7 separate regions of the Mus musculus genome follow, and all the other regions are linked to region 6. Evidence: chromatin contacts called from public Hi-C, HiChIP or PLAC-seq and promoter capture Hi-C data. All regions are on one chromosome and are shown on one strand. The core of a region is the stretch at or near the end of the contact, and the rest is flanking DNA. Distances in the headings are between cores, read along the strand shown. Region 1 overlaps Sema4f (sema domain, immunoglobulin domain (Ig), TM domain, and short cytoplasmic domain). Region 2 overlaps Hk2 (hexokinase 2). Region 3 overlaps Gm32425 (a long non-coding RNA gene). Region 4 overlaps Hk2 (hexokinase 2). Region 5 has its middle 8.6 kb from the start of Gm32591. Region 6 holds the start of Mrpl19 (mitochondrial ribosomal protein L19). Region 7 overlaps Tacr1 (tachykinin receptor 1).

Evidence for each region. Promoter capture Hi-C pulls out the DNA fragments that hold promoters and counts their contacts. A called contact is a pair of places that touch in the nucleus more often than the background predicts. HiChIP or PLAC-seq counts read pairs in DNA pulled down with a chosen protein or histone mark.
Region 1: a Hi-C map of cortical neurons shows a contact between it and region 6, with 4 times the contacts expected there. The contact joins the enhancer-like site here to the promoter of Mrpl19 in region 6. A contact is called at or near these places in 2 of 39 promoter capture datasets (cranial neural crest and embryonic stem cells), 2 of 15 datasets of contacts at CTCF or cohesin (embryonic stem cells and large pre-B cells), 1 of 484 Hi-C or Micro-C datasets (cortical neurons), 4 of 115 datasets of contacts at active chromatin or transcription factors (embryonic stem cells, forebrain and microglia) and 1 of 9 other capture datasets (embryonic stem cells).
Region 2: a contact with region 6 is called in an H3K27ac HiChIP or PLAC-seq map of trophoblast stem cells, with 6 times the contacts expected there. The contact joins the enhancer-like site here to the promoter of Mrpl19 in region 6. A contact is called at or near these places in 12 of 39 promoter capture datasets (the C10 cell line, the HPC-7 cell line, cranial neural crest and 8 more), 3 of 15 datasets of contacts at CTCF or cohesin (the NIH/3T3 cell line, embryonic stem cells and large pre-B cells), 12 of 484 Hi-C or Micro-C datasets (the 3T3-L1 cell line, cerebral cortex, cortical neurons and 6 more), 18 of 115 datasets of contacts at active chromatin or transcription factors (T-cell acute lymphoblastic leukemia, bone marrow-derived macrophages, cardiomyocytes and 13 more) and 3 of 9 other capture datasets (embryonic stem cells, liver and pancreatic islet).
Region 3: a contact with region 6 is called in a promoter capture Hi-C map of embryonic stem cells, with 5 times the contacts expected there. The contact joins the enhancer-like site here to the promoter of Mrpl19 in region 6. A contact is called at or near these places in 12 of 39 promoter capture datasets (3T3-L1-derived adipocytes, the HPC-7 cell line, cranial neural crest and 7 more), 15 of 484 Hi-C or Micro-C datasets (the 3T3-L1 cell line, B cells, the C10 cell line and 11 more) and 9 of 115 datasets of contacts at active chromatin or transcription factors (SST interneurons, bone marrow-derived macrophages, embryonic basal ganglia and 6 more).
Region 4: a promoter capture Hi-C map of pre-B cells shows a contact between it and region 6. The contact joins the enhancer-like site here to the promoter of Mrpl19 in region 6. A contact is called at or near these places in 10 of 39 promoter capture datasets (the 3T3-L1 cell line, the HPC-7 cell line, cranial neural crest and 6 more), 1 of 15 datasets of contacts at CTCF or cohesin (embryonic stem cells), 5 of 484 Hi-C or Micro-C datasets (cerebral cortex, cortical neurons, palatal mesenchyme and 1 more), 9 of 115 datasets of contacts at active chromatin or transcription factors (T-cell acute lymphoblastic leukemia, bone marrow-derived macrophages, embryonic forebrain and 6 more) and 3 of 9 other capture datasets (embryonic stem cells, liver and pancreatic islet).
Region 5: a contact with region 6 is called in an H3K4me3 HiChIP or PLAC-seq map of bone marrow-derived macrophages, with 4 times the contacts expected there. The contact joins the enhancer-like site here to the promoter of Mrpl19 in region 6. A contact is called at or near these places in 4 of 39 promoter capture datasets (the 3T3-L1 cell line, 3T3-L1-derived adipocytes, embryonic stem cells and 1 more) and 2 of 115 datasets of contacts at active chromatin or transcription factors (bone marrow-derived macrophages and large pre-B cells).
Region 7: a contact with region 6 is called in a promoter capture Hi-C map of second pharyngeal arch cranial neural crest, with 4 times the contacts expected there. The contact joins the enhancer-like site here to the promoter of Mrpl19 in region 6. A contact is called at or near these places in 9 of 39 promoter capture datasets (the 3T3-L1 cell line, cranial neural crest, embryonic stem cells and 4 more) and 1 of 115 datasets of contacts at active chromatin or transcription factors (embryonic midbrain).

What each region holds. Positions count from the first base shown.
Region 1 is chr6:82,915,709-82,919,065 of GRCm38.p6, forward strand. It overlaps Sema4f (sema domain, immunoglobulin domain (Ig), TM domain, and short cytoplasmic domain), which reads right to left. Exons shown (of 14, transcript NM_011350.4): 8 at 2,824-3,002; 9 at 2,476-2,623; 10 at 2,115-2,337; 11 at 1,881-1,990; 12 at 1,614-1,774. Among named protein-coding and RNA genes, the nearest start is that of Sema4f, 22 kb to the right of the region's middle. Within about 2 kb of position 1,998, at least 28 of the 459 cell types and tissues checked have an H3K27ac peak or open chromatin away from gene starts, as enhancers often do. A contact at or near this core is called in cortical neurons, where this site is marked.
Region 2 is chr6:82,721,634-82,725,098 of GRCm38.p6, forward strand. It overlaps Hk2 (hexokinase 2), which reads right to left. Exons shown (of 18, transcript NM_013820.3): 18 at 3,392-3,465. Among named protein-coding and RNA genes, the nearest start is that of Gm32480, 8.2 kb to the left of the region's middle. Within about 2 kb of position 1,953, at least 82 of the 459 cell types and tissues checked have an H3K27ac peak or open chromatin away from gene starts, as enhancers often do. A contact at or near this core is called in embryonic stem cells, extraembryonic endoderm stem cells, nephron progenitors and 3 more, where this site is marked.
Region 3 is chr6:82,687,198-82,690,868 of GRCm38.p6, forward strand. All of the region lies in intron 1 of Gm32425 (a long non-coding RNA gene), which reads left to right. Among named protein-coding and RNA genes, the nearest start is that of Gm32425, 9.4 kb to the left of the region's middle. Within about 2 kb of position 2,169, at least 20 of the 459 cell types and tissues checked have an H3K27ac peak or open chromatin away from gene starts, as enhancers often do. A contact at or near this core is called in embryonic stem cells, where this site is marked.
Region 4 is chr6:82,744,993-82,748,826 of GRCm38.p6, forward strand. All of the region lies in intron 3 of Hk2 (hexokinase 2), which reads right to left. Among named protein-coding and RNA genes, the nearest start is that of Hk2, 28 kb to the right of the region's middle. Within about 2 kb of position 2,364, at least 36 of the 459 cell types and tissues checked have an H3K27ac peak or open chromatin away from gene starts, as enhancers often do. A contact at or near this core is called in the HPC-7 cell line, T-cell acute lymphoblastic leukemia and pre-B cells, where this site is marked.
Region 5 is chr6:82,820,863-82,824,406 of GRCm38.p6, forward strand. No RefSeq gene overlaps it. Among named protein-coding and RNA genes, the nearest start is that of Gm32591, 8.6 kb to the right of the region's middle. Within about 2 kb of position 1,294, at least 120 of the 459 cell types and tissues checked have an H3K27ac peak or open chromatin away from gene starts, as enhancers often do. A contact at or near this core is called in bone marrow-derived macrophages, where this site is marked.
Region 6 is chr6:81,964,102-81,967,680 of GRCm38.p6, forward strand. Mrpl19 (mitochondrial ribosomal protein L19) reads right to left here and starts at 1,848. Exons shown (of 5, transcript NM_026490.2): 1 at 1,606-1,848; 2 at 138-256. The coding sequence starts at 1,826.
Region 7 is chr6:82,523,653-82,527,070 of GRCm38.p6, forward strand. All of the region lies in intron 3 of Tacr1 (tachykinin receptor 1), which reads left to right. Among named protein-coding and RNA genes, the nearest start is that of Tacr1, 120 kb to the left of the region's middle. Within about 2 kb of position 1,614, at least 4 of the 459 cell types and tissues checked have an H3K27ac peak or open chromatin away from gene starts, as enhancers often do. A contact at or near this core is called in second pharyngeal arch cranial neural crest, where this site is marked.

The DNA of each region.
Region 1 (3,357 bases), core at 748-3,247, 950 kb after region 6:
CAGTATTTTTTTTAATTAAAATATATTTATAAAGCAAATAAGCCTACGAGTATTGATGGTATTATTTGAATCTTGAATTATACAGGTTAAGTATATGCAAATGAGGAAACTGAAACATCACTGTATATTTGATAACACTAAAAAGTTAAGGATTGGGTATGGCTACATAAGTATTACCTATTATGTAACATGATTATTTTGTGTGTGTATATTTATGTTTGTGTGTGTGAACGTGGACATACGTGTGTGTGTGTGTGTGTGTTGAGCCCAGAGGACAGTCTTCATTCTGTACTGAGTGACAATCTGTCATTCCTCAGGCAGCCTGCACCTTTTCCCCACCTCAGTGCACTACAAGGGTGCAATTCCCTCAGAGGCCAGAAGAGGGCACTGGAGCCCCTGGAACGGTGAGCCATCCTGTAGGTGGGAAGAATTGAACCTGAGTCTTCTGGAAGAACAAGCAGTGCTCTTAACTGCTGACCCATGTCTCTCTCCAGCACCCTTTTCTTTTGTTTTAGTGTCCTTGTATGCCACAGATACTCAAAGATTTATGAATAAAATAACATGATATCTAAGAAAGATTTGCTTCAAAATAACTGACAGCGAAGTCATTAAAAACAGTGTTGGTCAGGCAGCAGTGGTGGAAGGGGTGGAGATACACAAATTTATCATTTTAGTCACATTTATTCATTCATCGTACTTTTAAATATTTAAGATTTCCAAGGATAAGATCTTTTTAGGAGATTTCTTATGTGACAAGAGAGTCATTCTGAATTATTCAGAGTGAGGGAGGGACGTCAGGGTTTGCTTCCGTGTGGTATATTTTTAAGGTCACCTCTGAGAGGCAAATGGATGGCAGGAGCCCAGAATTAGGAGACCCCAGTGAGAAGTGACTGGGTTGGGGATAGCTCAGTGGAAACAGTGCCTGCTGTACAAACCTGATTAAGTGAATTTGGTTCCCCAGAACCGGCCTCAAAGTTGGCCACAGTAGGACAGGTATCTCACAAGTCCCTGTGCAGCCCTATCGCCTGATGAAGAGACAAAAGAAACTAGAAGCTTGAGGGCAGCTAGCTTGAATACAAAATAGTGAGCCACAGACAGACCTTGTCTCAAAGTGTAAGAAAACTAGCAGGGATTGTCCTCTGTCCTCTGACACACAAGCTGAGGCAATGACATACACTTGCCAGTCCTCATGTATACACATACACACACCTTACATAAATATACATCATACATACACACATATCATATACAAACACACACATACATATACACTCTAATACATCACACATACATACACACACGCACGCACACCACGCTGGCTTGGTGGCAGTGGAGGTGGAGGAAGCCAGTGGAGCAATGATCCACTTCGGAGCTGGAGTCACTATCATCCGAGGTACAATGTGTGCAATGCCCGGTCTAGCATTAATTAGACAGCACCAGACGGGCAGACAGATGAGTTAACATGAGCTAACCGACGGGCAGGCAAGAGATGCGGCTCCAAACAAGAAGCCACACACAGAGGGAATGGCATCGGCAGATGAGACAGCCATATGGGAGGGCGGAGTCCAGGAGGGCGGGCAGGCAAGAGAGCAAAGCAAAGCAGCCCCACTCACCCACGGTGCTCGCCTGCATGGGCCACACAAGCATCGAGCCGGAAGCTCCAGGCACACACGGGATCCTGGGCCAGGATACATTCTGAGCAGCTCTGGAGACGGCCACAGTTGCTGGTGTTCACTTGTGTCACCTCAGTATGGGAGCCCACCAGAAGCCAATCCTGTAGAAATGGAGCGAGAGAGAAAATGTGCTCATCGTCCAGACCAGACCGTTAACTGGCCACAGACTCGACTCTCCCCAGCAGGCTCCCCGAATACACAACTCACATGGTACAATTTCATGCTTTCAACCGGCTGTGTTTCCGGGAACAAGGCCAGATCCTCCAGGACACTGAGCTGAGCTCCGATGCGCACAGCCCGATGGAGGTGCCCATCCTCTGGGAGGAAGGAAAAGGGCAAGAAAATGGCTTAGCTGGCACTGTGCCTGGAACCCTGGTGCCTGGATGTCACAGGGCACCTCTCTGTGGTGACGTTATGGGCAACTTGCTTGATGCTGTATACCTGTCCCCAGGTAGAGCACATCATATTCTTTCCCTGAGAGGCTGGTCACCCGGTGAGCCACAACTCTGAGATAGGCTGTATCCGTAGTGACCAGCAGGGGGCGGCCATCAGCTGGAAACACGGGCCTGTCCATGAGCGGGTGGTCTCTGATAAAGGTGAGCACACGGTCTGGCAGGGAGAGTGAGGATCCAAACTGCTGGAACTTCATGTTGTTGGTGATGCACTAAAGGAGACAGGTCTGGGTGACAATGTTTCTCAGGGAACAGGAAGTATCAGGGATGCTTAGCAAAGCTCTTGTCCTTTACGATGGTGGAAAAAAAAATCAAGGTTGTGATGAAGACCTGCCCCACCCCCTCCTCACCTCTCCAGGTCTGGGCTGGGGCACCTCGTTGTCCATGACAGGTAGTCCCCTGTTGCAGTCATGTTTTAGCTCTCTAAAGGGACCATTCAGCACTGCCCGGATGTCTTGGGGTCGGAAGGCACACACAGCAGAAATGGCGGCTCCTTCCCTGGAGGAGTCACAGATTGGAGCTAAGTATCTGGAGAGAGCTAGGTGACAGCAACTCGTCCCTTATCAAAGGACTGGATCCCCGAGAAGCACACAGGAGCCATGCAGCCGAGGGAAAGAGAGTCCACCTGCAGTGACCATACCAACTCCACGGACACCCCTCCCCCCGTCACCCCGTCATCCACACCAGGACCCCCTCACCACTGGGAGGAAAAGATGCCATAAAAGAGGGGGGTCCCCGCGCCAGGCTGAGGTCGAAGCTCTGTCATATCCTGCAGAACCCCCGAGGCCCTTCCATGCTCGGGCCCTGGACACAGCAGGTCAGCCTTTAGAAACGTCGTCCATCTCTGCTGAAGGGTCTTCCGGCCCCCAAGGTCCCCCTGGGGTGACAGGAACATGGGAAACACTCTTTAGAAGACCAAAACTAGATAAAACATGTGTAGACCCTTGTGTGTGCTACCTGAGTTCATAGCACGCGGACAGACAGACATGGAGAAGAACAGACATAATCTGAGAAACTGGGGGTAACAGGGTGCAGAGATGGATAGGATTGTGATAACAAGGACACTGACAACGTAAATCATGACAAAGAACTGTGACTTCACTTAGTCCTTAAAACCAATTTGTCCTCGGTTGTTATAAAAACTCTACATATACGCTTCAAAGGTGCCAAGGAACAAGAGAGAGGTCACAGAGGCAGGAAGTGGTGGGGCAGGACTTGAACCTGGGTCCATC
Region 2 (3,465 bases), core at 703-3,202, 760 kb after region 6:
TTCGCATCTCTTTCCCTTTGTGATTGTCCTCTGCTCAGCTCCAGCATGGCTGGAGTGGGGCTGGGCAGAAAGGGGATCTTGAGAGGCAGGCAAGTATGTACCTGGTGAACCTTTGCTAAAAAAAAAAAAAAAAAAAAAAAAATCTCTTCTGATGAAGTTCTTTGCCCTGAACAGTCATCAGAAGAAAGGCTTATCCAGGACTTCAGCAGGGTTCCAGAGTGTTAGATCAGAGTCTATCATGACAGGGACACCACAGCAGCAGGCAGCCAAAGCATGAAGCCAGGAGACCACACTTTCAAATAGCATAGCTCAGGTAGTCTAACAATGCCGGTCTTACAGCGGAAAGACCGATACTCTGGAATTGCTCAGACCACAAGAGTAGATGTCTTAGCAGATCCAGGCTGTGCTGGAGTCCTGGGAGACTCCTGGAGAGCTGCTGAGTTCCAGCCTACATTGGAAGAAGTTGAGCTTAGTCCTGGCTGTAGCGACTGCGTAGATGGGCATCTCGGTGAGAATGGGGCAAGCTGGCCAAAGGGAAAGCTTCCCTGCACCCAGTCCTGGACTAGAAGGTGGGATTTCCTCCTTCAACTAATCTGATGAAGAAAACCCTTCACAGGAGAGTGCTGGACTCTTGGGGTCTAGTTGGTTCTAGATGTAGCAGAGTTGACAACCAAGATTAGCCATTACAAGGGGCTTAAAGCCACGGTATCTGTGTAGCCATTGTTGAGTCAATAGTACATCTTCACCCATGAGAAAACAAATGGGCAGACAGGACATACACAGAACAAGACATTTGTAGCTACTAGAAGTAATGAAATAGATGCAAACACAGCAATGTCTATGGGCCTTAAAATGTGCCAGACAAGTAGGGAGCCCAGTGGGTGGAGATACCTGCCTATGACTCGAACAACATGAGTTTGATCCCAAGACCCACAGGATGGAAGAAGGAAGCTGATTCTAGGTTTTCTTCTGGCCTCCCCATGTACGTACACACACACACACACACACACACACACACGATAGATAGATAGATAGATAGATAGATAGATAGATAGATAGAGATAGATAGATAGAAATATGTAAACAAACCCTGCTTTGAGAGAGGACACAAGACTCTAGCCAACTATGTTTTGTGTGTTTTTATTAAAGCATCACAGAGAGCTAAGGATCTATCATTTAGTTTAGAGCACACAGCATTTTCAGGCCCCTGTATTTCATCCATGTCCTTAGAAAAGGAAATAAAGAAAACCAGAGACGGCACGAAACAATGTATGCCTCATCCAGACTCGTACAGAAACGAGGTGGCGTCAAGCAGGGTGCTCAGACTGCCGATGGTGAGGGAAGAACAAAAGAGACATGGCTCAGAGGGAAATTGGAAAACAGAAAAGCAAAAGCGGATTGTGCAAAGGCTAGAAAATGCTCTCAACACCGGAGTGCCTGTGTTCCAGCCTGTGGCACCTGGGGCCCAGCCGAAGAAAACAAAACAGGGAGACAGGCTGCCTGGGGTTTGGCTGGGAAACTGCTTTCCAAGCTGGGAGCAGTGTGAGTGCAGTCTGCTTGCTTGGAGGAAACTAATTTTTCCTTGGGAGGATGGGGAGTCAGCCTAGGAAAGAGATACACGTGCTATCCGGGACATTGAGGGCCTCACCGCAGGTAAATGTACCCTAAATCGCACTAAAATATTCCCTGCTAGTCCAATGTTAGGGTCTGTGCGGAGCTGTCTGTGCCCCAGCCCCATCCATGGGACATAACGAATGTAGCTTTTCCATCCCGCTGCCAGAGGCCAAAGTGACCTGGGGAAAGAGGTGCCCACACTGTGCTGAGCAGTATGGCTGATGTTACAGACAGGAACAAGCCAGCTGCAAAACTCAAGAGGCCCAGAGTGGGGAATCTGTAAGAATCTGCTTTGAGGCAGAAAAGCCAAAGAGGCCTCTAAGCTGGGGGGTGGTGGCACATGCCTGGAATTCCAGCGCCTGGAGGCAGGAGAGTCACTTCAAGGCCATCCTCATATACTTAAGTCAGTGGAATGAGCTTTAGAAAGCCAGGCTGGAAGGGAAAACAAAGGACCCACGTGTGCACCAAGAAACGCAGTCCCGCTTGATCATGGACTCAGATTCAGTGTAGGATAAAACTGGACCTCCATGTGTGAGTGGATGTGTGTGTTGTGTAGATCAGAGGACAACTTGTGAGAAACCAATCCTCCCCTTCTGTGGTGGGCTCCAGGGATCAAATCAGATTTGCATATCAAGTTCCTTTATGCTCTTAACTATCTTGCCAATCTTATCACTTTTTTAAGGCAGTGTTTTCTGAAATGTAAAGGCTAGAAAAGTCCCAGACATGCACTCACGGGTGCATGTGAGAAAGTGAAAGGATGGGCTTGGCTGTTTTTCCTCAGCTGTCCACCTTGTTTCTCAAGACATGGTCTCTTATGGCCTGGAACCTGTTGGGTAAGCTAGGCTTGCAGACCAGTGACCTCCAGGGATCCACCTGCCTCAGCCTCCCCAGCCCTGGGATCACAAGGGCAGACCGTCTGGACCTAGTCTCACCGTCCTGCTCCTGTCACTTCTTTAGCTTGTAGTGGCTCCTACCTGTAGCTCCAAGTTCTTGGAAGGATAAAGAGGCCTGCCAGGTTTATGACCAGCCTGATCTACATAGCAAGATGCGGGTCAGCCTGGGGGTACATAGTGAGCCTGTCTCACAAAAGGACTGTCTATAAATGCATCCTCACAGGAGGGTTAAGAGTGCAAGACCAAAGAGCGCAGAGCATGCTGGGCTACAAGGGGTTCAAGTCTACACACTGAGCAACCCAGTGTTTTATACTCAAAAAAGTATAAAACAAGTGTGGTCAGGTGTGGTGGCACATGCCTGTAACCCCAGCATATGGAAGGCTAAAACTGGTCCAGGAGTCTGAGGCCAATCTGGGCTACATGAGACCCCATCTGAAAGTGGTGTTGGGAGAACCAGGGGTGAAGTCCACTGAACAGGTGGCCCTGGGTTCAAGGCTCAACACTAGTCCCATTCTCTCTCTCCCATCTCATGAGTATTTGGTCCCCGGTTAGTGCTGCTGTTTGGAGGGGCTTAGGGGGTGTGCCTTTGTTGGAGGAATGTGTCACTGGGAGCTGCAGAGGGTTTAAGGACTCACACCACTCTGTCTTTACTGCTTGAGGCTCAGCTTCTGCTCTCAGCATCTGATCGTTCACGGCGCTTATCTCCGCCATAGAAAGCAATCACAGGATCCGACCCCCACAGGCTTCAGAATTCCAGAATCCGTCTCCACGGACACTGAAAGATAACAGGCCACTCCAAATGTATCGACCCCATCAGTGATTGATCAGACTGACCAGGAAGTCCTAACTTGCCCCACTTAAAAGATCCAATCACACACTGAATATTTTGAAAAAAAAAAGTTAAAATTTATTAATAATAGTTAACATCACATGGTTAATTCAACTAGTTCTCTACTGT
Region 3 (3,671 bases), core at 919-3,418, 720 kb after region 6:
TGATGTGGGCCTGGGCCTATCCGTGATATTTAACGAGGCCTGTGCCCAACACAAGAAGTGAAGAGGGCCTGGGCCTATGCCTGACCCTTGAAGAGCCTTGGGACAAAAGGAATAAGTAATGTGGGCATTGGACTATCCCTGACCCTTGAAGAGGCCCAGACCTAAAGCAAGAAGTAATGGGTTCCTGGGCCTATCCCTGAAGTTTGAAGAAGCCAGGGTCTAAAGAAAAAAAGTGACATGTGCCAGGGTCTATGCCTGACCCTTGAAAAGGCCCGGTCCTAAAGAAAGAAGTGATATGTGCCCAGGACTACTCCTGAACATTGAAGAATCCCGGACAGAAACTAAAAAAAAAATGAGGGCCTGGGCCAAAAGAAATAAGTGATGTGTACCTGGACCTATCCTTGAAATTGAAAGAGGCCTGGGTCCAATACAACAAGTGAAGAGGGCCTGTTCCTGTGCCTGACCCTTGAAGAGGCCCGGGCCAAAAGTAAAAAGTGATGTAGGCCTTGCTCATCACTGATCCTAGAAGACACCCGGGCCAAAAGCAAGAAGTGATGTAGGCCTGGGCCTATCCCTGAAATATGAAGAGGCCTGGGCCCATCCCTGAAATTTGAAGAGGGCCTGGGCCTACGCCTAACCCTTGAAGCAGCCCGGGCCTAAAGAAAGAAATATGTGCCCAGGCCTATTCCTGAACATTGAAGAGACCTGAGACTAAAAGCAAGGAGTGATATTGGCCTGGGCCTATTCCTGATCCTTGAAAACACCCTTGCCAAAAGCAAATTTGTTGTGGGCCTGGGCCTGTGACCCTTGAAGTGGTCCGGGCCAAAAGCAAAGAGTGATGTGGGCCTGGGACTATCCCTGACGTTTGAAGAGGCCCGGGACAAAAGGTAGAAGTGAAAGAGCCTGGGTATATACCGAGCTTTGAAGAGGCCCTGGCATAAAGAAAGAAGTGATGTGGGCCTGGTCCTATCCCTGACCGTTGAAGAGGCCTGGGCACTAAGCAAAAAGTGATGTGGGCCTGAGCCTTGAAGAGCCTTGGGACAAAAGCAAGAAGTTATGTGGGCCTGGGCCTCTCCCTGAACTTTGAAGAGGCCTGGGCCTAAAGAAAGAAGTGATGTGTGCCCAGGCTTATTCCTGAACATTGAAGAGGACCGGACCAAAAGCAAAAAAGATGAGGGCCTGGGCCCTTATGCAAGAAGTGATGAGGGCCTGGGCCTATCCATGAGGCTTGAAGAGGCGTGTCCAAAGCAAGAAGTGATGTGGGCCTGAGACTATCCCTGAAATTTAAAGAGGCCTGGGCCCAATGCAAGACATGCAAGCCTATGCCTGACTCATGAAGCAGCCTGACTCTTGAAGCAGCCTGGGCCTAAAGAAAGGAGTGATGTGGGCCTGGGCCTAAACCTTATTCTTGAATGTGGGGCAATGGGCTATGTACAGACAGCCTGGTTTCCAGTCGAGGCTAGATCTTGAACCCCGGGACCCGGTAGTGACAATTCACTTACATGGGATGGAAGTTCTCTCATGGCTCCTGGACCCTCCTCCACAACCCCCACCAGAGAGGCGTGGCTATCAGCCACTTAAGAACAGCACGAAGCCCTCTCACATGCAAATAAGGTTTCCCCCAAACTCTCAGCCCAAGCCAATGAGAGGGGCTTGCTGTCAAACTCTAAATCACTGCCAGAACTGTGTATAGGAGAGCCATGCAGGGAATTAAAGGAATGTGAGAACTATTCCTTTGTCTGACCCTTTTGTTCCAAGAGCTGTAACACTTGGGAAGAGATCTCTCCCGAAGAGCTGTGCCTGAGTTCTGCTGCATTCCTCACTGGATTGTAGGCTTTTCACAGACCCAGGCTCAGAGTTACTGAGCAACCCAGAAGGCATGGCAGAGGCTTCGTCTGTCTCCCTGCCTCCACTCACTTCCCTTGCTGTGGCCTTCCCACCTTGCTTGGAGAGGGGTCTCCGTGGAAAACTTCTGGTACTTAGGCCCACATCTGGAGACCAAAGTGGGGCAAGAGTGAACAAAACGACCACACAGAACTAATACTCCGGGAAGGTGATCACATGGATTTAGACAAGCTAAAGGGACAACTGAAGCCTTCTGGCCAGAGCTACTCTCTGGTGTTGGCCGAAGGTTCCTCTGGCCTCTGTCTAAATCCAATGGCGTTGGCAAAGACTCTTAACTTCTCCTTAAAACAAAGAAAACCTGGTAATGCAGCAGCCAATTAAGAGCCACAGGGTGGCTGCCAGTTCTTAAATCTGCAGAAAGGCTTAGCATTTGGACCAATAGGCCAAGGGAACATTCCCATTGGACAAGCGTTTTTCATCTTTTCTACCATGTGAAACTCACCATCATATAAAAAAAAACCACCCCAGCTCAGGGAAATATGTGCCCTACTAAAACACAGAGGGATAAAGATAGACAAAAAAAAAAAAAAAAAAAAAAAAACCCAAGCCTCCTTATTTTGGGAGGAAGTCCTTCAGATAGCACCATGTATGGCCAATGATAATATTTATAGCCCAGACTCATGGATCAGAGTCGATTCTCTTATCAAAAACAAAGATACCCGAGAGGGTAAAACGCCCTCCCATGAGTTTTTGCCAATCTTAACCACAATTAGTTAGTGCATAGGGCCATCTAAAATAGGACAAACTGACAGCAACTCAGCTGCTGAGCCCCCTCAGTCAGATGAACCCAAAGGTCAAGGTCCTAAAAACCACTCCATTTCAGATCTCACAGTCCTTACTCAATAAGAGATAAAATCCATCTATCCACCCTATGCTTCAAAGGAAAACTAATTAAACCACCACCTTAGAGACTCTAGAGGGTCCACCCTCAAAATAGTCAGACCAGAAAGGATGCTACACAAATCCAATTAGAAGGGTGTGACAGGAGACTGAACTAGGGCTTTACTGCCGTGTGTAAGGTACAAACTTGAGACTAGCATCTGTTTTTAAATGGTGGACTATTAGTATCTTAGATAGCGTTTTATTGCTACAAAGAAACACCATGATCAAGGCAACTCTTATAAAGGCAAACATTTAGTTGGAACTGGCTTACAGTTTCAAAGGTTCAAATCCATTATCATCATGGTGGGAAGCATGGCAGTGTGCAGGCAAACATGGTGCTGGACAAGGAACTGAGAACTCTACATGGTGAACCAAAGGTGTCCAGGAGGAGACTCTGATCCCACTGACCAGACTTGAGCATATGTATGAGACCTCAAAGTCCCAACTCCACAGTGGCACACTTCCTCTAAAAGGCCACATCTCCTCCAATAAAGGCCACACCTTCTAATAGTGCCACTTGCCCTGGGGCAAACACATTCAAACCACCACAGCAAGCTACCTTTACTATGATAAAAGATCACTGGCAATCAACTTTAAAAAGGAAATTTTATTGTGGGTCACAGTTTCAAAGGTTTCAGTCAAAGGACTCTTAGTCTTGTTGCTTTGAGACACAGCAGATAGTTCATCATGTCAATGGTACATGACAGAGGATGTCTGTTCATATCTGGGCAGCCATGAAGCAGAGAGAAATAGGAGGGGGCAGGGTCCCGATATCCTCCTTCAAAGGCACACCTGCAGTGATCTAACTTCTTTTCAGCTGCAGTAAAGAACACGGACTGCTCTTCCAGAAGACTTAGGTTCAATTCCCAGCACCCACCTGGTGG
Region 4 (3,834 bases), core at 1,114-3,613, 780 kb after region 6:
AAGAGGAAGGTGAGCAGGGCGGCAGGAGAGTGGGAGACAGACTTAGGGTGAAGGGTTCTATCGACCGCCAACTTAACACAGTCTAAACAGTCTAACATGACCTAGAAGACAAACCTCTAAGCATGCCTGTGTGGGAGTGGGAAGATCTCCCCATGTATCGGTGACAGCCTTCCAAAGGCTGGAGCCACGGATCGATTAAAAAGGAGTTAACTGAGCCGAGCACCACATCTCTCTGCTTCCGGACTGTGGACACAGTCATGACCTCAGACCCCTGCTGCCATGTCTGTCCTCTTCCTTCTATGACAGACTATACCCTCCAAGTGTGAGCCAAAATAAATGCCCCCTTTCTAGTGTTACTTCAGTTACAGAAACAAGTGACTTATAAAGATGAGCTGGTAGAACTTATGTCATCTTTTGCTCTCCCAATGAAAAGGAAACGACATCGGAACTGACACTCAAAATGACATCTGGACTCAGTCATGCAATGTGTACAAAGGCATAAATAATGCTAATTAGTGCTCATTAGAGGGCATCTTCCACTTAAGACTTTTAAATTAATCTTGCTCAAAAGAACCCCCTAAATCATTGGGCGTCGTGGTTATCACAAGGTTCGAGTACATCAGAGAACAGAGCATCCTCTGCTGGCAGTCATGTTAGCCCAGCTCATCCTCCTAAACAGAAGCCCATCTCACTCCCAAGAAGTTCTTTGGCAGCCCTGACTCTTGATGGAGACTGACAGGATTCCTTCCCTTGGCGCTCTATGAACCAACTCAAGCAAAATAAACAACCTTTTTATTTTTCCTCTGTAAAAGAAAAAAAATTCCCTGAAGGCAATTCAAGGAAATTATTTTTTGGTTTGTTGTTTATCTTATTCTATTTTTTTTTAAATATGTGTGTGTGTGTGTGTGTGTGTGTGTGTGTGTGTGCGTGTGCACGCGCGCACAGGTGTATACATGCAGTCACACTTGCGGCCATGGAGAACTGCAGTTACTAGTTCTCCGTTGTGTTGTGAGTTGCTTGATCTGATCCCTGGTATACAAACTCTTGTCCCCTAATAAAACAGCAATTGCTTTTAACTAGCAAGTCATCTCCAGTCTCTATTTTTGATGTCCAGTTTCAAAACAAAAGACAGGGCAATGGCTGCAGGACCCACATAGCCACCTCAACATGCAGAGAGGTGCACTCCTGATAACTCAGGCTTCCAGTCAAGCCAGAGCCCACCAACCGAGAGGTCCCCTGTCACCTACTCCATACCCTCAAAGAGAAGCTTAGCTCTCTAGATGTTGAGAGACAGAGGGCAGGGCACGAGATATAGCGAGTAAGCAGAGGCTGGAGAGGGTAAACAGAGTCCACGGAAAGAGGGCCAAGTGGCAAGATGGAAAAGCGTGGAAGAAGGAGTGGAAGAATGGAAGACAAACAAGTGTGTTCCTTCCCAGAAAGGAGCAAAGGGCCAGCGACACGGCTCAGAGGGTTGGCATTTGGTGCCAAGCATACAACTTGAATTTAATTCCTAGAGAGAAAGCCGACTGCTCCATGCTCTCCTGAAGCCTTCACACACCCCTCAAGAGACCCAGCAAGCTCTCGAAAATCTCTCCAGATCTCAACAATAAGGGATGGGGCTAACAGGCCCACCGGCTCCCTGATGTCTGGGCGATGAGCAGCTGGTGGAGTCAGGAAGGAAGGCAGCCTAATCTAGGAGGAGGCAGTGCTGGCTGAGCCCCCATCCTGGGTCCTGCCCATCTGTCTCATCCGAAGCACGGTTACCCACAGTTGATGCTGAACTTTGAACCTCCAGTCCAAGGCAAGAGCGGTGTTTGTTAGTTTTTCTTTATTCTTTCCCTTTTTTCCCAGCGCTGAAGACTGAACCCAAGGCCTTACACATGGTATGTGAGCTCTTTGTCACCTTACAGCCTTTAGGGTGAATATCTTTATCCAAAGGAAACAAGTCACAGAAACATCAAGCAGTCACGGGAATTGGGGGGACCTTAATCTAAGGCAAGGAACAAAATATATCTTCCTAGTCCCCAGCCCTTACCTCTGTTCCTTCCCCAGCCGCCTTCCCCACAGAAGGCAAGAAAAAAAAAGCCCCTACATTCAGGAGGCTGAGACAGGAAAATGGGGAATTTGGCAGCCTAGGCTACCTCTTGAGAGCCTGATATCAAGTCAAACTAAATTCAGCTGGCTGGTCACATTTTCAGTTTGCCAGGCTTCATGTGACTCGTGGTTTCCCACAGGGCAAGTCCACTGAGAAAAGGTCTGAGTAAGCGGCAAGATCAAAAGCCTACACGCTTCCTAGAAGGAAGAGAGGAGACAGCTGCTCCCCTGAGTTGGAGGACCAACCCTCTCTTCCTGCTATCTGAGGACGGGGCATGAGATGCTAGAGAACTCAACACCTTCCTGCCATAAAAAGGCTCAAAGGGCATCGGTCTGCCAGCTCTGTGCTCCACACATTTCCTTTTCCTTATTGACAGGAGGATGTCTCACTCCTCTTGTCCTGAGATAGACCTAAAAAACCTCAGCAGGGTGTGCGGGCGCCCGCCGGGGCCAGCATCAAGAAGCTGAGGAAGAAGGGGCACCAAGTTCTCTGAGATAGAAACCAGTGAGCAGAAGATAGAGTTCTCTCCCGACAGGTTCACAGCTCTTAAGGACTGTTGCAAGTCTGAGGCTTGATAATTTAGCTTTTGATCTAATAAAACTGCATTTTAAAAATCTACTTCTTCCCCCTTTTAAAAAACTGGGCTGGTAAGATGACACTTAACAACAAGCCTGACCACCGGTGTGTGAACCCCAGAATCTACATAGTAGAGAGAATTGATTCCCACAAATTATCCTCTGACCTTCTCTCTCTCTCTCTCTCTCTCTCTCTCTCTCTCTCTCTCTCTCAATGTAGCTAAAAGAAAAAGAATAGAAATGATTTTCTTTAATTTTGGTGGTTTGAGATGTTTTCACTATTAGGTATTTTATTATCAGGTGTCACATTTTAATTATTTTCATAGGTTTGACTTTCATTTGGAAACAAGGTCACACTATATATAGCCCAGGCTGGCCTTGAACTCTCAATCCTCCAGGCTCAGTCTCTCAAATGCTAGGATTACAGATGTGTACCTGGCCCCGACAGTCTGAGATATTTCAAGGTAAATTTGAACTTTTGGGATCATGAGTGTTAGAAACAGATTCTCTTTCTAGGTGGACAGACACACTGCAAATGTCAACTCAAGTGGCAAGCCCTGGCCAGGCTCTGCAGGGAAAGCTGCCAGGACCATGGGATGCCTGTGACCTTCCTATTATAGAAGAAAGAGGTCTACGGAGACGAGATTCGCCCAACACATTGCACACACATCGCAATGTGGTTTTTCACAACCACAGCCAAACTTCTGGTGTGTTTTTGGCATTGTCTTACTTGGTTCTCAAATATTTGTCATCTGGTAGCAGGGCCCAGAACGAGACAGAAGCAATACGGAGAAAAGGCTAGCACATTCTTCATGAGGGGGAACAACACCGATGAGGTACAATACAGAGCAGGAAGACAATCTGAAGACTGGGCACGCTCCTGTGTAGAGCAGCAGGCCCCAGCAAGCCTGCCAGGTGTTGAAGTCACCACAGCTCCCCTCTCAGCCCATGACCTAACTAGCACCCTACCACCCTTCTCTACAAACAGACGACTAGGGTACTCCTGGCTGGTACCCTTTAGCTCAGAATCATACAGCGAGATCATCCCAAAACAAGATCCAGTCTTTTATGCAAACACCCCACCATGGTGCCTCGACAGTGTTCCTCCTGACATCACACAACGACCATGAGACATCTTCAGGAGAACTAAAATGCCCACAATCC
Region 5 (3,544 bases), core at 44-2,543, 860 kb after region 6:
TCTGTAAAGGCCTGGGAGCCATCAAATGACAGGCTCAGTAGATGCTGTTCAATTCTTAACTGTTCCTGCCTTTATCTCCACTTCTGATTCATAATTCTGGTGTGGCTCCTCTCCAAGTGCCCGAGTTTCAACAGATTCTCATGCTGAAATGAATTTACATTTACCTTACTACAGATTTCCATATCCCATTCAGACATTAATAAAACACTCTGGGTGGAGAACTAGACATTTGCATAATGCTTCAGATAATTCTTTGGTGGTGGTGGTGGTGGGCCCAGGCTGGCTTCAAACTGGCTATGTGGCCAGGGATGGTCTTGAACTTCTGATCCTCCTGCCTCTGCCTCCTGGGCTGCAGCATAGATCACTGTGCCTAGTTCATGCTGTGCTGGGGCTTTGTGCATGCCAGACAAGCACTCTGTGAACTAAGCTACATCCCCAGGCCCCTCACACAATTATCTAACACTTGGAAGTCATTCCATCCCTCCCACCTTCTGGAGGGGCAAAGGAAGCCAAAAGAACAGAGATTCATTGTCTGTGGTCATCCTATACTAGGATAAGACCCCAAATCTAGGACCTTTATTTCCAATCTTGATGCTTTCTCAGTGATACTTTGTTGACCCAGGGTCTGTAGACCCTTCTACCTGACTTAGGCAAAACTAAATAAGACTTAATAACCATAAATTCTGTCTGCTTCATCTGACCTTGTTTCCACCCACCATGTAATCTGAGGGAGCAAGGAGAAGAGAGGACAGTAGGGCAGCTGCCACTTGATCTGAGAAGGAAGGAATTTCCCACCTGAACAGCCCAGGTACTAGGTGAGACACCTAACTGCTAAACGCTCCACCCAACTGCAAGAAGCCCCAGTGTGAGAGAGGCTGTTTTCTTCCCAAACCTCTGTCTCTGTTTCTCCTCCTCAGCTGTTTCCGGGGATGAGAAGAAGAGAGAAAAAAAGCTCTAGAGTATACCTTTCAGACCCATAACACAAACAGAGGAACCTAGAGGTTGTGAGTGGAAAGGACACCCTGATAGTTGCCATGACAACACCTCTATTCCCTGCCCTAGCTGCTACGTGCAGCCTGACATGTGTACTCTTCAGGTCTCTTGGAAGGCGCTGCTGCCTCTCACTTGCCCAGGGTTTGCAAGTGAGAAGCTAATCCAGGGATTCAGACAAGGACATCCAAAAGCAATTGTGGGACCTTACATCATCTGGGGCTGGAGGCTCCCTCCGGTCTGTGGACCCTCAAGGAGAGGCCTCTGCATTCTCCTCCCACTTCAGGGCCAGGCTTTTGGAAAGGGCTTGGACTCCAGAGTGACTCAATACAGGAAGTTGTCTCTCAGGCTCCTAGAAGCTTGTCTGTGGGAGGAAGTGAAAGGAGCAGAACCTGGTGCTGGGGGGAGGGGGGCATTGTTGGGGGGGTGAGGAGAGGGGCTGAGGGATGGGGGGTGGGGGAGATAGAGAGGGGTGGGCCCTGGTTCTTCAGGTGGTTTCTGAGAACCCCTTCTTCATTTCTCTGAAACCTGTTGTCCACTGGTCTGCTGGGCCCCAAACTGTAAGCCATCAAGGTGTTTAAAAAGTGGTAAAATTGTTACCAGCACTCACTGATGTACCAAAGGACTAGAGTTCAGTTCCCAGCATCCACATCAGGTGGCTCACAAGCCCCTGTAAGGCCAGCTTCCAGCTTCCTTGGTCTCCACTGGCACCTGTATGCATGTGCACATACCCACATATATAATCCAAAATGATAGTAATCTGGTGTGTTTTATTTTGAGACAGGGTCTCTCTACGTAGTCCTGGCTGTCCTGAAGCTCCCTAGGTACACCAGGCTGGCATCTAACTCAAAGAGATCCTCCTGCCTCTGCCTCCTAAATGCTTGGGTTAAAGGTGTAAGTCACCACATTCAGCCTAAAAATAAATAAATTTTTAAAGTGAGAAAAGAAAAAAAGAAAGGAAGGAAGAGAGAGAGAGAGAAACGCTCCAGTCATTGGGCTGGCACTGCTCTTGCAGAGGACCTTGGTTTGATTCCAGAGCCATGTCAGATGGTCCACAGCAGCCTGTTACTCCAGTTCCTGTGGGACCCGTGTCTTTAGCCTTCATGACTACACATGCACACAGTTAAAATAAATGCTTTTTTAAAAACTGTGATCTCTTGAATCATCCTCCTTCCAACACCTCACACCCCTCCCCTACACTCACACATGCATGAATGCATGCACATGCATACAAGCGTGTATGCACACTCAGCCATGCACACACATGCATACATGCATGCATATTCTGTGGCACCAGCTGACCAAGAGTGGAATTGCTGAAAGCAACAGGAAAAGGAAGGGCTCCGTGCAATCTGGCCTTCACATCCTGGAGCGTAGTTTTAACCCTCCATCCTTATGCCTGTGGATACCTAGCGAGGACACAGAGCACCTACCCAGCGAGCATGCACTAGGTACTTAGCCTGATCCCAGCAGAGAAAGGAAAAACAGAAATCCCAATAGCCTCCTCTCCTTCTATCTGGACCTAAGGAGTGTTTCTTGGGAATGAGCAGATAAATAGACTTCTGATGCCTGCTGAGACAGGAGCCTACTGAGAGCATGCAGCAGCAAAGGACCCAGGTTTGGCTTGTTTTTGTGTCGCAGAGGCAACTGAGTGGCTTGCAAACTCTTCCTTGGGGATGAAGAGATGGCTCTGGGGTTAAAAGCATTCAAAGGAGCATGTGTGGAGTGTCTAGCATCTATGTCTGGTAACTCACCACTGCTGGTGACTGCAGTTGCAGGGCAATCTAGTACCTCAGGCTTTCCTGGGTAACTGTGTTCATGTGTTCCTGTGCTCGTGTGTGTGTGTGTGTGTGTGTGTGTGTGCTCGTGTGTGTGTGTGTGCGTGTGTGTGTGTGTGTGTGTGTGTGTGTGTGTGCGCGTGCATGTGCGTGCACACGCACATGTGTGCAATTGCCCCCAGCATGTACACACACACACACATACATATACACACACACTCAAAAATAATAAAAATTAAAATCTCAAAAACTAACAAAATCAAAGACATGCTTCTGGAGCTTCTCCTTAGAAATGCAGAGCAGAGCAGAGCAGAGCAGAGCAGAGAGCCCACAGCCCACGGTAGAGTGTGGTTTCCTGCCCGTGGGCATTGGGGGCTGGGGTGTCAGGAAGGAATCTTGGACCTAGAGATACCGTCTGGCAGCCCAACACATAACTGCTTAGCTGGGGACATGGTTTACCCTCTGACCTTCTCAGCTCACTGGTCTCTGCCCGCTGTCACTGTCTCTTGATTCTCTGCTCCGCGTCCCTCCTCTTTGCTAAAAACCTCTTGGAGGGACAGCTACAGTGTGGCGGGGAGGGAAGTCCCTGTGGGTGCTCATTTTGTAGCTTCACTCACCAGACGCTTGACTCTTAATCACTGTCCTTGGGCCCCTGAGCCATCACCGCCTCCTTCACTCCTACAGATACTTCATCTAATAATTTCTGAGGAAACAGAAGCCTTGAGGCAGACGCTCCAGCAACCTGCCCAGACTTCCTTTCTCTCCAGATACATCCT
Region 6 (3,579 bases), core at 598-3,097:
AGATGCAGGAATGAACAAATAAGGTTTATATCTTAGTATGTCAGAAATAAATAACAGCAAAACCCAGACATCTGAACAATAATCTGAAGGCAATGAAAACTAGCGCCCAACACCTGCTGCCAGACACCGTTACTCACCAACATAGAACTCTGGAATCGGAAGCACCTTTCTCCTGTCTAGCATATCTTTTCTTTCTATCTTAAATTTCAGAGGGTTTGTTCTCCCCCTGGGAGGGATGAATTCAGGACTCAGGAACCTATAAAAAAATTAAAAATGAAAGGTGATTTAGGCCAGCATAAGAAAAACAATGGGTATAATGTAGATGTATTTTATTCTTTCAATATGGATTGCAATGTTATTTCTAAAACCATGGTTTCCAAAACCATTGTTAATGCTCACTCCTGAGAACGCACCAGGCATTGTGTTTAAATGGTTATCATACATCAAGTAGCCCTCAAGGTCTGGACCTTATTGTCCAAGAAGGCATTTGTGCTAAGGGTTTGTTTAGCTGTCATCCTGGGCAGCTACTGGGGCTTAGAAAGCCTTAAAGAGTTTCAGTCCGGTACAGGAAACATGTCACTGGGCATCTAACCTTGAAGGCAAGGCACAGACCCCGGCCCCTTTCTGTTTCTCCCTTTGCTTTTACCTAGCTAATGCTTCCTGCCACGCTATACTGTGTCACTGCAGGGCCCAAGTGACAGGGCCAGGACCAAGCAAAATTAACTACAACTGTCCAAACCCTGAGCCAAACGAATTTGTTCCCTTTAGGCTGGCTGTCTCTGGTGTTTGTCACCACACAGGCAAGCTGACCCATAGTAGCATAAATTAATCCTGAGACCAGTTAGATGTTTTATTGTCATCTTACTTAAAAAAAAAAAAAACAAAGCACAACTGGAGCGTAAAGGTGATGAACCGCTGACATAATTACTATTTGTTACAATTTTGTCACAGTTAATACGCTGCATTTCTCTCAGTCTGCAAATGAGCACAAGTCTCCCACTGAGCTATAAATATGGAGAAAATATATACAAATCACCAGCTGCAAACTGACTTTAAAAGAAATCTTCCACCGAGCATAGGGATTCCCACCTTTGATCCTAACATTTAGGAGGCAAAAGCAGGCAGATCTTTTTTGAGTTCAAGGCCAGCCTGATACACACCCACAAATTATTGTGTATTGTGGTTGGAGCGCCCAGCATAACATTCATGTGGGGATTTGAAGGCAAACTTTGGAGTACGGTCTCTCTTTTCTCTATGGGTTCTAGGCATGGATTTGGGTGTACAGGTTGCAACTTTCACAACCGAACCACCCTGCGGGTCCATACTGTTAAGCTTCTGAAGATGCATTTATGTAGGTAAGACGAAAAAGAGTGTGCTGGATCCACGTGCCTGAGCCGATCTGACCTCCCCAAACCCTTCCTCCTGGATAGAATCTGTTGGCCAAGGCTCACCGTGGTGGATTTTAGGACAAACTGAGGGAAGGGAGTCCAAGCCTGCGTCTTTCGTGATCTAGAGAGGGGCAGACCCGGAACCCGATTTCGTGCAGCCCAGCTATAAAGCGGGTATCAAAGTGTGCGCACTCCCACGCGGCCTCGGCCGCCTCACCTTCTCTCGTCTTCCGGGACTCGGCGCCGGTCCACGATGACAGGTTTCGGCGGTGGCTTGAACCCACCGGGCTCTGAAGGCCCGGTGCTCTGAAATCGGCTTGGGCCCGTGCAGACACGGCAGGCATCAGATGCGAAGGCAGCAAGCCGTGGCCTGGCCATTCGGACGCTCCGGGCCAGGTACAGGGACGCCCTACAACTTTCTGCCATGGAGGCCGCCATGTCTACACCCTCAATGAAGGACTACAACTCCCAGAAGTCAGTGCGATGGGGTGTGGCCGGACGGTGGCTCCTATGGGACTAAACTTGCTTCCCGGTGTACCGCCGCTTGTTTGAGGGAGTTATACCTGTAAATGTATATAATTTTCCTCTTCTCCATAATTTGCAAAGTTACACTTCTCTACAGGGTTAGCAAGTTTGTACATTTCACTAAGTACTGTGATCTCATTTGCATTTAGTGAGTGACTATGAAGTGCGTGGAGTGTGTGTGTGTGTGTGTGTGTGTGTGTGTGTGTGTGTGTGAGTGTGATTGCAGGTGCCCATGAAGGACATATGATCCCCTGGAGCTGGAGTTACAGGCAGTGGCAAGGGACCCTATGTGGATGCTGGAAATTGAACATGGGTCCTCTGAAAAATTACGTGTTCCTAACTGCAGAGCCACCCTCTCCAGCCTCCTCAGTTCCACCTTTTATTTGCTTGTGCCTACATGAAAAACACAACTGTCACCTAAAGGGCAAAAGAGATAGTTTATTCTAGAGTCAAGTATTAATGAGGGGCTCAGAACACAAGATTTAGGTCACCACAAATCCATGTTCCAATTACATGTAACAATTCCATGGCATTCCATAGTATCAGAGCAAGAAAGCCATTCCTTAAACACATTGGCAGGTACACCCATTTAGGAATGCTATATCAAAATGGAGATGTCTCTGCTGTATGCCTCAGTTGCGCTGATGGCCTTCTTAGCCTTCAGGTTGATGGAAGTGAGGCGGTTGCTGAATGTAGTCCCTTAATAATAACAAGGCCGTTGGTTCACAAGTAAGTTGGGAATAAATTACCATTTGAGGGACTAATGGGCCAAGATAGTTGGGCTCTGGATCTGCAGCACCACAATGCTTCAAGTCACTCACGTTTTAATTAGTTAATCAGTCTTGTAGAACGTTGCTTCTTTTAGGAAATTTTCGTTTGCCTCTTGTTTGATTATTGGTATTTAGTTCGTTGTTATGAATTCCGTGGGGAGCAATGAGTATCTTCTTTTGCTTAACTTCTGTCTTACTAACCAGCACTACCTGGCTCTCACAGGCTCCAAACAGAATAATAAATGCTAGCTGTTTTGTCAAAAGTTAGAGTCATCAGAGAGGAGAGTACCCCCAACTGAGAAAATGTCTCCATAAGATAGGTCTGTAGGTGGCCTGTAGGACATTTTTTTAAGTTAGTGATTGATGGGGGAGGGTCCAGCCCATTGTGGGTGGTGCCATCCCTGGACTGGTGTTTCTAGATTCTATAAGAAAGCAGGCTGAGCAAGCTATGAGGAGCAAGCCAGTAAGCAGCATTCCTTCATAGCCTCTGCATCAGCTCCTGCCTCCATGTTCCTTCCTTGTTTGAGTTTCTGTTCTGACTTCCATCAGTGAGATCCAGTGTTATGGAAGTGTAAATCAAATGCAACCTTTCTTCCTCAACTTGCTTTGGTCATGATATTTCATTTCATCAACAAAACCTTAACTAGGACAAAGCATAAAGAGAAAAGCCATCACTCTTAACAAATAGCCCCCACGGAGTCCTTGAGCTCACTGAGAACATTCCCTTTTCCAGAACTAAAACTGAGTTTGCCTCGGGCAGTTGGGAGGCATACAAGCTAAAAGGGGTCCATTTCAAACCTTCTTGAGTTGAGAGGGGCTTGGGAGACAGCTCCGTGTAAGAACACTTACAGCTCTTGTAGCAGTTCCCAGCACCCACACCAGGCGGCTCCCAGCTG
Region 7 (3,418 bases), core at 364-2,863, 560 kb after region 6:
TAGGCTATCTCCATAGGGCTTGCAAGTGGATGAAAACCCTCATCTTGAACCTGGAGCACTAAAACTGCTGGAGGGGGGCATGGGGGGTGTCCTGCAGGTACAGGGGCAGGGGAGGGCTTTCTGAATCAGATCCGTTCACTTAGGAATGAAGGACAGCAAGTGACAAGAAGGGCCTCGTAAGCTGAAAAGCTTCCATACACCAGAGTGAACAATCAGTTGAGTGAGGAGGAACCCACGGAGAGCTGGAGAGCCCGAGAGCCTTTGCCAGTTATACATCTGAGGGTGGACTGATCTGCAGACTGTACAAGAATTCAAAACCAAGAGTCAAGAAAGCAAACGACCAGAGTAAACAATAGCTACACACCTGAACAGGGTTCTCAAAAGAAGAGATGGAAACTGCTAAGAAATGTCTTTTCAAAGTGTTTAATGTCTTAACAAGTAGAGAAAAGCTACGGAAAACCACCATGAGGTTCATCTCACCCCAGTCAGAATGACTAAGATCAGGAATTCACAGTGTGCTTTACCTTCATACTCGTTAACTAAACTAACTAAAGCCAATAGCATCATTGATCACCAATATAATTTTAGGAATCATTTTCATGTGGTATTTCCTATACGTAGGATGGTATATCTTTTTAAATAGCCATGGAAAGGTAGTGTCAGGAAAAAAGTGCTACTTAGAGTCAACAGGCTTAGTGTCTCCACCTGGCTTTGCCTCAAAACAAACCCTCACCAGGTTGTGTGCTATGGCCTCATCTGTGGAAAGAGAGTGGCTTCAAAGTAGCCATTTCTTTATTGTTTGTCTTGTTTTTATAAACAAAGCAAACCATGCAGCAAAGGATAGCTTTGCACTTCTGATCCTCCTGCCTTAGGGCTGGTGCTGGTGTCACAGGTGTGCATGCACCACCATGACCAGTTTATTCAGTCCTGGGGATGGGAACCTAGGCCAGCACTCTACCCACTGGACCATATGCCCAGACCAGCAAGACCGCTTCCAATGTCCCAGGATTCTAAGACAGAAATGCCCAGCGTTTGACTCAAGTAAATTCAGCAAACAAGGTAGAAGTCATGGGGTTTCATTTTTAATAATAAAATATAATATTATTCTTATTTATAAATCACTATGTACCAATTAGTGTATACTGTTGGTTACTCAGTGTTAACACGAGAAACGGTGTCAATCATAACTATGTGGCCCCTTAGAATTACCTCCTGATTACTTCCTGCCCAAACACCAGAGATAAAACTCTGCAGATGATGTGAGTTGACAATCCAGAGATCTGCAGGCTCCCACAGACAGACTCTTCTCTCCAACAGCCCAACTCGCCCCCACCTATCCCCTCTCTCTCTCTCTCTCTCTCTCTCTCTCTCTCTCTCTCTCTCTCTCTCTCTCTCCCTCCCTCCTTCCCTCCCTGTCCCTCTCACTTCCGCCCAGCTCCCTCCCTCAATATCTCTAAAAAGCACAGTTTTAATGGGTCTGGAATTTCACGGGTTTTACAGCAGGTCAGATGTTTCCCAATTCAAGTTTGCTGATGGTGAAAATCCAGCAGAAAGAGCAAAGCTCCCAGCTGTTGCAGGCAACCCTCCTGGTTCATTCCACTGCCAGACCCCTGATCCCTGTGGGGAATTGTAATGATGGGGAATCTAAAATCATTGGTGGTCAGGGAAATTCCTTTCCCTGCTCAATAGAGGGTCTGACAGGAGGGTCAGCTATAAAGGGAGACTCCTGGTTAGACATCCCTGGGCTGTTTTAAGTTGTAGAAAGTGAAATGACAGGCATCCCACTCCCACTCTGCCCCTCCTTTGCTCTCACTCACAAATACTCAGCCTGTGTTGCCTGCACCCTGGGATGATGTATAGCCCCAGAAAACAATAGAAATGAATTTAATTTGCCACACTTCAAATAACTTTGCTGGTACATGACAAAGCAACAAAGGCTCCTGGCCATGAATTTTCTTGTTTTGATAGCTTGAATACCATCTCTCTCTCTGCCCCTGCTACTCCAGATGGCTGCCATGCACCTCCTCCAGATCTATTTCATTTCCACTAAATTCTCTGAAGGAAACAAGCAGAAAGTCTTAGTCACAACGGCAAGCACTCTGCAGTAAGAATGCTCCCCTGTGAGGTAAATCTCATGAACCAGGTTGTAGATGACTCTGCATGTCCCCTCAGGCCGTAGGACTGTTATCTTCTAGTTGATGAAATTCTAGGTGGACTTCTCAGAAGCTACGACAGAGCCACTATGATTCAGTGGGTGTCTGGGTCTCTTGTAAATAAAGCCATCATTATTATTGGACATGGGACATGCTAAAACAAAACACAAAGAACTGGGTCTGGTCTCTACAATATGAAAGCGAGATGATATTTGAATAGCCTGTAATTCTATTCCTTACCTGTGAAATAAAGAGAATGAGAGTCAGAGTAGTTGGACCATTTTCCAAAATTACCCTGAGTTATGGCAGAGTGAGGAGAGGAGATTTAGTCAGAATTTGGTGGGGTTTTCTTTTTAAACAAAATATGTAAGAAATGGGAGATTTAAGAAAAAAACAAAAAAACAGCACCTCGATGTGTGGAATAAGACAATTTATACCCAAGAGCAACTGTAAGGAGGGCGAACAGCTACAAACATCTGAACCTGTAATGAAGACTAAGGCTTGAACGGAAATTGAGGGACAGCATTGAATGGAGGGACAGGGACATTTTCAGACAAGGCAAGGAATGCAGGAAGCTTTGCTCACTGGGCAGCCTTGTTTCCACAGGATGATGAAGGACAGCTCCATCAAAAAGATCCCGCTGAAGATAAATACAAATTATTTGTCACACTTGAAACTGAAAGGACACACTCCATCCTTTCAGGATGATGACTTTAGGATCAAAGAGGACACGTTGTTGAAGGGACTGCTCAGTACCTTTCCTTGGAAAATGCGTCTCTCTTTTATGGTCCTCAAAGGTTATCAGATAATGTAATAACTGAGAATGTAGAAATAACACTTGTTACCTTGTTAGTATATCTGGAAAGCTAAGTACTTTACATATTTTACATATTTTAATCTTTACAGAACCGTGATGACGTGGGCACTCCGGTTGGGTTGTATCCATTCCGCACAGAGTAGATCTGAGACAAAAAAGGTTAAGTAATTTGTCCAAAGTCACAGACCTGTTTAGTGGTAGAGTCTGGCCCTAGAGCCTCTTGTATAAAACAATAGAAGCTTTAGAACCAAAGTCTGGGCTCTAGGTTTGAATCCCTGTTCACCCACCTCCTAAGATGCAGGCACACTCTTTGCCCAACAGTGTGTGCTAATGGCTGTGACTTTTTACGGCTTTGTGAAGTAGGTAATTCTGTATTTTTACTTCAAGAGAAGTCCCTCCAAATCATGTAAATATTATCTCATAAAAGACATGACATTGTCTGATTTGC